Linked DNA regions of Mus musculus: region 2 is linked to region 1. Evidence: chromatin contacts called from public ChIA-PET data. All regions are on one chromosome and are shown on one strand. The core of a region is the stretch at or near the end of the contact, and the rest is flanking DNA. Distances in the headings are between cores, read along the strand shown.

What was found. ChIA-PET counts read pairs in DNA pulled down with a chosen protein or histone mark.
Region 2: an RNA polymerase II ChIA-PET map of memory CD8 T cells shows a contact between it and region 1, with 115 read pairs. The contact joins two enhancer-like sites. A contact is called at or near these places in 1 of 15 datasets of contacts at CTCF or cohesin (pro-B cells), 4 of 484 Hi-C or Micro-C datasets (B cells, CD8 T cells, the G1E-ER4 cell line and 1 more), 3 of 115 datasets of contacts at active chromatin or transcription factors (effector CD8 T cells, embryonic stem cells and memory CD8 T cells) and 2 of 9 other capture datasets (adipose tissue and embryonic stem cells).

What each region holds. Positions count from the first base shown.
Region 1 is chr17:80,320,811-80,326,154 of GRCm38.p6, forward strand. All of the region lies in intron 1 of Arhgef33 (Rho guanine nucleotide exchange factor (GEF) 33), which reads left to right. Among named protein-coding and RNA genes, the nearest start is that of Arhgef33, 16 kb to the left of the region's middle. Within about 2 kb of position 3,006, at least 39 of the 459 cell types and tissues checked have an H3K27ac peak or open chromatin away from gene starts, as enhancers often do. A contact at or near this core is called in CD8 T cells and memory CD8 T cells, where this site is marked.
Region 2 is chr17:80,389,221-80,394,564 of GRCm38.p6, forward strand. Sos1 (SOS Ras/Rac guanine nucleotide exchange factor 1) reads right to left here. Exons shown (of 22, transcript NM_009231.2): 22 at 4,532-5,344. It also overlaps a transcript of Arhgef33 not described here. Among named protein-coding and RNA genes, the nearest start is that of Gm10190, 18 kb to the left of the region's middle. Within about 2 kb of position 2,626, at least 67 of the 459 cell types and tissues checked have an H3K27ac peak or open chromatin away from gene starts, as enhancers often do. A contact at or near this core is called in CD8 T cells and memory CD8 T cells, where this site is marked.

The sequences.
Region 1 (5,344 bases), core at 1,756-4,255:
GTGAGATGGAGACTCTGGGCCTGGGCTCAGTGGCAGTGCTGGGGTCAGAGCTGTAAAAGCCAAAGGCAGATAGGCTAAAGATGATCAACCTAATGCCAAGAGGGTGAATGTGAGTGACCACAGAACAGCAAGAGAAAGTTAAATATACCTAGGCTATTCAGTTACCAGAAAAGGAGGAGGAGGAGGAGGAGGAGAAAACAAATAAACAAACAAATCAGTTTCTCCTACTTTTACCTGAATGCTAAAATCAAACAACTAAAACCAAACCAAAACAAGAAGACCTAGAAAAGAACAACTATGAGCTGCTTAGCATAACCAGCTTGGATTACAGTGTCAATGAGGGAGGGGAGAATGGGGGAACGGAGAGGAAGAGGAAGAGGGGGAGGGGGAGGGGGAGGGGGAGAGGGAGGGGGAGAGGGAGAGGGAGAGGGAGGGGGGAGAGAGGGGGGAGAGGAAGGGGGAGAGGGAAGAGACAGTGAAAGATAAAGAGACAGAGAGAGGGACACACACACACACAGAGACAGAGACAGAGAGAGGACTAATGGGGGTGCATGGGCCAGGAAGAGACTCTTTGGTGTGGTACCCCATGCCACTGAGCAATGCTTGGAGAAGCCCTGCTGAATGAGCCTCAGCGTTTTAGAGTTATAGGGCCTTTGAGTGGGATTTCTTTCCAACTTTCTGAGAGACAAGAAATATGTACTTCAGTGAGGAGGGAGAGGGTGGAGCACTTTACTCACTTCTAGAGTCAGGGTCTCTCTCATGTTTCCCAGGCTGGCCTTGAATTCCCGGACTTAGGTGAGCCAACAGGTGTGTGCTACAGTGCCCGCTGTCCTATTGTTTACTAATTTGTGTCCTAACTTGTTCCAAATCAGGAAATTAAAACAAGACACTGAGGAATTTGAACATAATCTAGCTGCCACGTATTACAGCGTTACTTGAGAAAAGGTCTCACTATGTAACCTAGGGTGGCCTGGAACTTTTCACCATGCCTCAGCCTCCCAAGGCTGCACTGTCACACCTGGTTCAGTTCTGGGCCCCCTTTGCCTTTGGTCATTACAGTCATTACTTATTTGTATGGGGCAAGGAGTACAGAAGACACATACGTGGGGGTCAGAGGACAACTTGATAGAGTTTGTCTGTTCTTGTTCTGGACTCTTGATAGAAGGGCTGTCCTCTTCTCTTTGTTCCGAAAACAGCCAACTAACTGTAAGATAGGTATGCATTTGACTATAGTCTGGTGTGGAGTGCATGCCTGTATTCTTAGTACTCAGGAGGCTTAGCCAGGAGTATTCCTTATAGGTCAAGTTTACCATTGTGACTTGTACCAATGTGTCAAGTCTTACCCATTCTCTAAAAAAGAATAGGTTGGATTCAGTTGGTCTTAGTCTGGGGCAGGGGAAATCATACATGAAATAAGATGAAAATATAAAATAATAAAAGTAATGAAGAAAATACACACTGGTCATTGATTAAGAAAATGTAAGCTTGGTGAGGCGTGGATAATCTCAGCACTCAGGAGGTGGAGGCAGGAAGAGCAGAAGTTCCATGGCTATGTAACAAGTTGGAGCTTAGCCAAGGTTAGCTGAGCCTGTCTAAGATAAGGACTGTTTTATATTTAAGTCTGTGCCACTGGGTTCTAAGAATGATGAGTTAGTAAGGAGAGGTGACAGTTAACCACGAGGCAGGGTTAGGGTAGAGCTGGTAGCGGGCTTGTCAAGCGTGCACTTAACCCCGGCACTGCATAAAAAGAAAGGTGGAGGTGTACTCCTATAATCCCAGCACTTAGGAAGCAGAGGCAGGGGGATCACCGGTTCAGCCCAGTGCCATCCTCCACCGCACAGAAAGCTTGGGCTACTAGAGATCCGGCTTCACAAAACAAACAAAAATCTGCACCATCCACTTCCTGGAGGCCATGGGGGATAGCTGCCCTTTGGGGGTGAGCAGGACTTGAGTTGCCTGAGGCTGGGGGTTCAGGCAGGGACCTGTAAGGACTGAGGTCTTTAGGTGAGCTGCACATGACTTGTAGATGAGGACTCTGAGGGATGAGGTAACAGTATTAGTGGCCACAGGGTATCACTGGCCCTCAGGGTACACTGACTATGACCCATGTGTTTCTGAAGTTAGAGATTTTCCAAACTTTGTCTCTGATTCCCAGCTTCTGGAGTCTGCTCACTTGGGCAATGGTGGGAAGGTACAATCACTCTGAAGACTGCATTTTACTGTTTTCCTAGCAGCCCCCAAAGTGCCAAAGGCAGATCCAAATTGGATGCCGTTTTATCGGAATGATGAAAAACCTTCTCCCAGGAGAGGCAGCAATAACCTGCTTTCCCCTCTCACCTAGAATAGGCCCTGGTGGCTGATGAGCTATTTTACAAAGTGCATGGACTCAGCCACCTCATTTGGGACTTGCGAGACCTGAAATTTCTCTGCTTCAGCAGATGGGGTAATTCCCCAGGACGACTGACTGACTACTTAGTTTCCCCCAATTGATCTCCACCCCTGTCTCTGCAAACAGGCTTTTCCTGGCTGGAGGAAACTTTCTCTGGAGGCCAGGACTGTCCCTCTGAATATCTCTAAGGGTCTTTAGTTGTTCTTCTTCACTTGCAGGTGGCCTTACCAGGTGCGATGTCACTTTGTTTTTTATTTAAATTGATGGTTTGTTTGTTTGTAACAGAGTCCCACTATGTAGCCCTGGCTGGTCTGGAACGTACTATATAGATCAGGTTGGCCTTGAACTCACAGAGATCTCCCATGGGCTGGAAGGAAAGGCATGAGCTTTCCCTCTCACTGAGAGCCCCTGAGAGGCTTCTCCTTAGCTGAGTCCAGCTGGGCAACATGTTTGAGAGACAGAGACAGAAAAAAATCTAGTCAGGGTAGAAAGAGCCACAGAACCTTCCTGCCAGAACCACAGCTCAGGAAATACCCAGGCTATCAAAAGCCACTCTGACACACTCAGGTATACCAAGCAACAACAAGAGACAGAGGGGCCCCCGGAAGAAGGGCCTGAGTTTTGATGAGTTGTGTTATCTCACACGAGGCTTAAACATGTACTCATTCACCTCAGAGCAGGCACTGGCCGTGAGAGAGCAGGCCGTCACGCTTCTCTTCCTGCCAGGTCTTGACACATCAACTCAGCCAAATTACCCAATCCCAAGTAAGCAAGATAATAACGTGGCAATGGAGTAGCTCGGAGGACCAATGGCCGTTCACATTCTGATATAAGGAAGATCTGTGCTCCTGAGCTAAGGAATGGTCCGCTCTGAGTGCTTTCTCTAGATTCCCGCTGGCTCTGGACACACCAGGGCTGTGGTGGGGAACCAGAGTTGGTTTGGAAAGTGAGAGTTGTCTAGGAGTCCTGCTGACTCTTGGTTCTTCAAGCCCGTTGCTGGGTGCAGGCTTTCTCTTAGGGGAACTTTGCGCTGCTGATAGAATAAAATAGTTTTGTTTTCCTCGCCAGTCTATCCACTAAGTTTTGGTATTGGGAAACAAACCCAGGACCCGCACTTGACCCCTGAATGACTCTTCTAATCATTATTTTGAATGGCATCTGTAGTAAATACCATGTTTCTCATAGTCTGCTGGGTGAAAATTCACATTGCTTTCTCAGATTTTTTTTTTTTTGAGAGCACCTGAGGCCCTTTGGGGAGTGTGGTTGGAGCGGGGAGGAGGTTGAGTGCTCTCACCTGAGGAGCCCGATGTGTAGTCAAAGCTAGCTATATATTTGGTGATTCAGTTTTGACATAGGCGTAAAAAACACATTATCTTTGAGATGCCTTCATTTATGCATTTAGAAAATTCCCATGTATGAGTGCTTTGCCTGCATGCATGTCTATGTAACTCACTCTGCGCCTGACGCCCACAGAAGCCAGGAAAGGAGTCAGATTACCTGGGCCTCGAGTTACATGTGACTTGAGCTACCACGTGGGTGCTGGGAATTGAACCTGGGTCCTCTGAAAGCAGCCAGCCAGTGCTAACCCATCTCTTCAGCCCTCATGACAGCGTTGTTTAAACCCCGTGTACTTACACACTGTGAGATTTGTTTTCTCTCATTAGGTGACTTCCAGGGGTCACATTATACTTCTTGCTTCCTTTTATTATGTTGATTACAGAGTTATATGAACAGACTTATAAAGATATTCTAGAGCAAATTATATTTGTCACAGTACTATCCGTTGTTTATGGTATTTTATTTAAGATACGTGAGAATTCATCATCTTAGAGTAGATTTAATATCAGAATCCTAAAACGACCTCAGTGGTTTACATATTACATCTTACTTGCAGGAGATTATATACAAGTCATTGCTATCTCTAAGACTTTCCTAGGATATTATTTGGACTTTATTTGAAAGGATCGATAACGGACCGTCCTTTTCTCCCCCCCCCCATACTCCCCTCCTTTCCTCTCACTTCCCTTCCCCTCCCCTCCTCTTCTCAGAGTGTTGTGATGTTGCCTGAGCTGACCTTGAACTCAAAAAGCCTTCTGCTTCAGCCTCCAGAGGGTTGAGATTGCAGGCGTGTGACCCCGAACCTGGCTTACCCTCCTTTTGGTCCTTCCCACAGATATTTGTTCTGCTTAATTTCTTTTCAGCTTTTAAAGGAACCAATTCTCCAATGTCTAGAATGCAGCCCATCTCGCCACCTAACTTTTACTTAGTGTCAGGTGTGCTGGTGTGACAGGCTGAGTGAGAAGAATTCCAAGTTTATGGCTAATCGGGGCTACTTAATGGGGCTCTGTCTGAGGATACACAAACAAGTGAAGTTATCTGTCAGAAAGTACACACTGCATTTCATCAGCCCAGTTCGGTGTTCTTTGAGTTGTCAGCCACAGTCCCCTCCTTGTGTGTGTGTGTGTGTGTGTGTGTGTGTGTGTGTGTGTGTGTGGTGGTAGTGGCGGGGGAGCATGCATCTACGGTACACTATGTGAAGGTCAGAGGACAAATTGCTGGAATTAGGTCATCAGGCATCATTACCAGCTGCCTCAGTGCCCCAACCGCTCTTCCTCCTCTCCTTTTCCCTCAGTCTTTCCCTCATCACTCAGTCAGGCTCCCTCGCTTTTTAAAATCATCTACTCAATCTGTTTTACTCAAAGACCTAAAAGTAGTTGGGAGGCTGAGGCAAGAGGGCTGCTCTGAGTTTGATGCCATCGTGGGCCCCAAGTCGAATTCCAGGCCAGCCAGATCTTCATGGCAAGATCTTTTCTCTCTCAAAACAAAACAACCATAAACCAGAAATCAAGTAGTACAGAGTCCACAAAGGAATCAATGCTTTATCTCTTTTTATTTACTTATTTATTTTGCTGTGCTTTTTTTTTTTTAAGGGTAGTTGCTGTGGCATGAAGCAAT
Region 2 (5,344 bases), core at 1,376-3,875, 68 kb after region 1:
TCTCTAATGGTCACATTTATACAGTGATTACTACAAACACAGATCAGAGTGAAAACTCAGGAGTGTACTATGCAAGTCTCTGAGCGGTATAGAATAGAAGCTTTTATAGCCCAAGTAGAGGACTAAGTCCTACTTGAGTGAGGCCTGCCTAGCTCTGGAGTAATACAGTGTGCTCTTGAACCTAGACACGCTGCAGATGGCCATGCATCCTTTTCCTTGATTGACACCAAACATCAGATTTATAGTAGGAAGAAACAAAACAAAGAGGTTTAAACCACTTGACTCCGTGGTGTGCAGTTGCCTAAAGACAGTATTCACACTGATATCCTCACACAGTGCTTCTGTGGAAATGCACTGCTGGGTGCTTTATTTTTAAGTACTACAACTTTCTCTTTGCCCAGTGATTAATTGGGAACACAGCTGTCAGCATACAATTAAATATGTGAAACATATAAAGGATTACTACAAATTTTTTGGAGTTTCAATATTTAAATATCAGCTAAGGTTTTCATTTCCTGGAATTTAATAGACCACTGAAATCAGGTTTTTACCAGGCTAAAATTGTTCTGGGCAGTGATTAAAAGCACAATGCCAATCAACCGGATGTGGAGAGTAAAACAATTAAACGACAAACAAAAATAAGAATTCTCTTCCTTTCATAACCTGCTTGTCATCAAAACAGTAGGTTACTAGAAAGTTTTAAAATATTACACGCCTTTCAGATTTTATTTTGACAGCACACCCTGTCTCTATCTGCAGACCACTATTGTATATTATTAAGCTAATAGTAATGTGGCCAGTCTGGGTCCCTACTTCCTGATAACTGGCTGCTGGGTGAGTGCAGTTCTTCCTGCACCTCTGAGCGCTCCTGCTTCCCAGATCCCCAGCACATCCACATACCAAACACAGCTCTTGTCTGTGCTCAGATTCCCAAGTCCTCGCCATCACCGGTGGTTTAGGGTCACTCTCCATAAGGACTTTTAGTTTTCTGACCGCGGTTCTGCATAAAGGAATGCAACTAACCCAGGCTCTCCACCGCCTCTGAGCCATGCCCTTCCAGCTCAGTCAGCTTCACAGCCTCGCTCTGCCTCTTCCCGCTGAGCGGATCCTTAAGATCCACGTGAAGGCCTCATCTTTCTGAGATCCTGTGTGGTGTGACTACTTCATCTTTTGAGATTTGTCTTACCTTCCTATTAAGACAGCAAGTCCTCTCAAGGGCAAGGCTATGCTTGCTTTTTTTTTTAATGCTTCATAAATCACTTCCACTTTGCATATGGCCAAACTTCAGCACCGTCAGCTCAGTCCCTCACATTTCTGTTTAAGGAAAACGCCAATCAGAGGAGAAGATACAGACATCTTCAGAACCAATTAAAGATATCATGCCACTCTCACTGATACTAAAACACTTCTCCAATGAAAAGAGTAATGGGTTACTCTGTTTCCTTCTGGCGCATTCCATAATCTTTCTAGATAGCACTGTAAGCTGAAAGGGGAGGTGGGGGCTTTAGTGACCGTGATATTTGGCTTAATGACGAGTTAGGGATGAAGTCAAGGTGAGACAGTTGCTCTACCTCTGGTCTCCAGCCCTCTGACCACTGGTGTCTGCAGGAAATGATCCGGGTGATAGGAGAATGAAGCCACTTTACCAGAGATGCAGACTTTCCTGCTAGGAGGTCCCAGGAGTGACTTGCAGCCTTGAAGAGTCTACATACAAGCCCACGCAAGGAGCATGTTATTTCTCGGAGTTCAGAATTGGACCATCTGAGAAAGGGATGTGTGGGTTACAATGCTAAGGTTCTTTTGCTGGGCTATTTCATTTTGTAAGAGTTTAAGCTCATCTGAGATTGAAGCTAGATTGTTTATGAAACTCCTGAAGTGGAATTCTGTGGTAGCTGATGGCTAACTGCTTTTCCACCTCGTCTTTCTTATGTCATCTCAGCGATGACACTGTGATTCCCGGATTCCCAGAACTGCCTCAGTCCTGTTAGAGTGGGGTGACTTTGGGCTTGGTCCACAGAGCTGCATTTACATTTAGCTATTCTGAGATTTTGAATTCCTAAATTTGTCACCTATGTAATAAGCGCTTTGCATTGAAATTTTATTAAAGTACATTCATACACATGGCAAGTATTCCTTATTAACTGGCAAACTGATTTTATATTCAAGAAAAAAAATCAATTGCAAGCCCTGACAAATGAATGACTAAATGTCTTAGATAACAGTCTTAGGACAATAAAATTATCTAGTGTTTATACTAACTTTTTCACAAAACATTGCCATTAGTAAGTTTCTACAAGAGCCCAAAACAGCAATGCTTCCAGTAAAGTTGGGATTCCTTGTCACACAGTGATTTAGAAACAGAAGTGGCTTTAGGACTTGTGGCTGCTAAGCATTCTGGGATTTGTGGTTTCCTTTGATGTCAGATTTACTTTTTTAAATGTTCAAACTTATATCTAAGCCTTTCCCACAGTATCTTCCCCACCTCAGTTAGTGGTAATCTTCATTCGTGTTGCTCTGGCCTCAAGCCTTGAAGTTGGCTTTGACAGCTCTGGGTTTGTGTCTGTCAGGATGTTCGGGCTGTGGTGAAGTGGGCGTGGTCTGATACGGTCCCGACTCAGTCTTTGCCCTGGCTTCCGCTCCGCTGCCCTCGTCCGCCCCCTCGTGCTCTTACTTTAGTCCTTCCCCACACACAGTGAGTGTAAAGTGGATCTTGCCAATGCTTCAGCCCCAACCCAAGTCAGCGCCTCTCACCCTTGCGCCTGCTGCAAGCCTTTAATATCATGTGCTGACTCCCAGCCAATCATTTTCGTTGCTACTTCCTAACTGTAGTTTTGCTACTGTATGAATTGTAATGTAAATATCTGTGCTTTCCAGTAGTCTTAGGTGACCCTGTGAAAGGCCATTCAAGTCCTCCCTGGAGCGGTGATGCCCAGGTTGGGGACGGGCTCTAAGAATGATGACAATGGCGTTTAAAGCTTTAAGTGATCTTCAGTGCTTAACTCCCAGTGGCACCTCTTTATAGTCTATCCATATCCATTTCTCACCTACACTAGCAGCCTCGGTGCTCTCAGATATACCAAGGATGCCCCTGCCTCTGAACTATTGAACTGGCTCTTGCCTGAGCCACTTAGATGTCTCATTATTTCACCTCTTGGAAGGTTTGTGTACCTCTATGAGGCTAACTAATCACTACAGTTAAATTCCACACTTCTACTCACCAGTCCTCTTTTCTCTTCATAACAGTTACATTTGTTTTGTTTGTTTTCTCAAGACAGAATTTCTCTGTGTAGCTCTGGCTGTCCTCCATAGACCAGGCTGGCCTTGAACTCAGAGATCTGCCTGCCTCTGCCTTTCAAGTGCTGGGATCAAAGGCTTGCGCCACCACTGCCCTGTAGTTACATTTTTAATGTACAATATTCTACTTATAAAATATTGTCTACATATTTATACTAGCTCGTAAATCCCATGAAATGGATTTTTCTTCATTCCTATGTTCTAACATCAGTTCTGTAAGACCAATATTTATTTGTGGCTGAATAGTCAAATGGGCTCTTATCAAATGCTTATAATTTAAGGTCACTCAAAACCAATCTGCATAGTGATAAACAGCACAGAAAGCCATACTGAATCAAATCATAGGATGTCAGGACAGACAGCCAACCTCTTTAGAGTTTTCTAAAGCAGACTCATCCTTTATACTTTTATTTGCCATTTAAAAAAAAAGTGTCAAGTGCTTTGTGGAAGACATTGTGTTGCGCATGTCAGTCATTCACCCAGGGAGTACTAGAAGCAGAATAGACAGGTCTGCTCCACACTTGCTTACTCTGCCACTGGGAATCTTACATTTCTTAATCACTTATCAAGGCAATGAAACCAGCTATTAAAGGTCCCAAAAGGTTAGTGTGGCCATAAATTGCTTTTCAGGATTTGTAGTCTATCAAAGGTGCAGAAATTCAGGCTCAAATGTGGAGAAGGCCTCTTTAGTTCTGTTTTAGAACGGAAGCGACGTAAGGCTCTCTCTCCTCTTCGATGACCTAGCACTTACTTTTGATTATAAAGCAGAAAGGCGAATCTCACCAACATCAGTGTTAATCTTACTTACAGTTAGTAAACCCGATCGAAGGCCTAGAATCCATTCGATAATACATGCCAGGAGTCAGCACTGCAGGCATCCATGCGGGCCCTCCCTCCTCCGAGCACCAGGGGCCCTGAGCCTCTGTCCCAGTCAGGGCCTTATACACCCCTTTGCCTAGGCCTCACTTACCTTGCTTCTTTATTTGCTTTACTCTCTCTGGTACAGGGGATGAGACCCGGGCTTCACTGTCAGCAAGCACTCTTATCACTGAGCAGCACCCACCCCCATTTGCCTTTTTATTTTGAGACAGGTTCTAGGATGGCCTTGAACTCACAGTTGCCCAGGTATGCCTTGAATAATATCCTGACACAGTCTCCCCAGTAGCTGGGCTCTCAGACCTGTACCACAAGGCCTGGCTTGCCTTTACTTTGAAATAAATGGACTGAATCTAATAATCATTTAATATATTTATTTTATGATACATTTTGAGTGACTGTATTTACAAAATTCTTTAGATACAACCTTAAGCTCTTTCATGTCAAACGACCCCAGCTGGGTGCACCGCCTAAGCTCATTGTTTTGGAAATGTGACTGCCTCTGAAACGTCATCCTGTGTATACCCAAAGATCAACCTACCTGGTCAAATATAAGCTAAACTAGAATCACTAACAACTTCCAAGTACTGCCCTCGAAAATAATGCTTGCAAAATAACACACTTATAGGCTATATAAGGTATTTTTCTTTATTATTTTTCAATTTATCTTAGTAATGCCAGAAAAATAACAGCCATTATTTTCACTTTAACACAAACCAAATATTGCTGCACACAGAATACAAAGATCACCAACAAACATGGTTAGGTACAAAGGTCATTATTAGATGTACAGACCACACTTTGTTCTTTACATCAAAGTAAGACTGACAGCATTTTTTAACAATTATTTCAGCAAATAACCGTGCTCCTAAACAAAGGCAAATACGCATATATACACAGACATATCTCAACTAAAATTACACATGTCACTTTGACAAACAAATTCTCTGGTGATTTCACCAGATATTTGTACCCCCAAGTCCCTTGCCCTAATCACGTCCCCAAATGCTGACTTGATTTGAAGAAAAAAAAAATTAGAGATGTTTTTAATTAAAGGCACATTTGGCAGCTACTGAAGGCGGCATGCATCTGCACAGGTGCACTCTAAGCCACACACATACAACTTGCATCTTTTGTGTATCTTGGTTCTTTGAATGTAGTCCAGTATGACCCA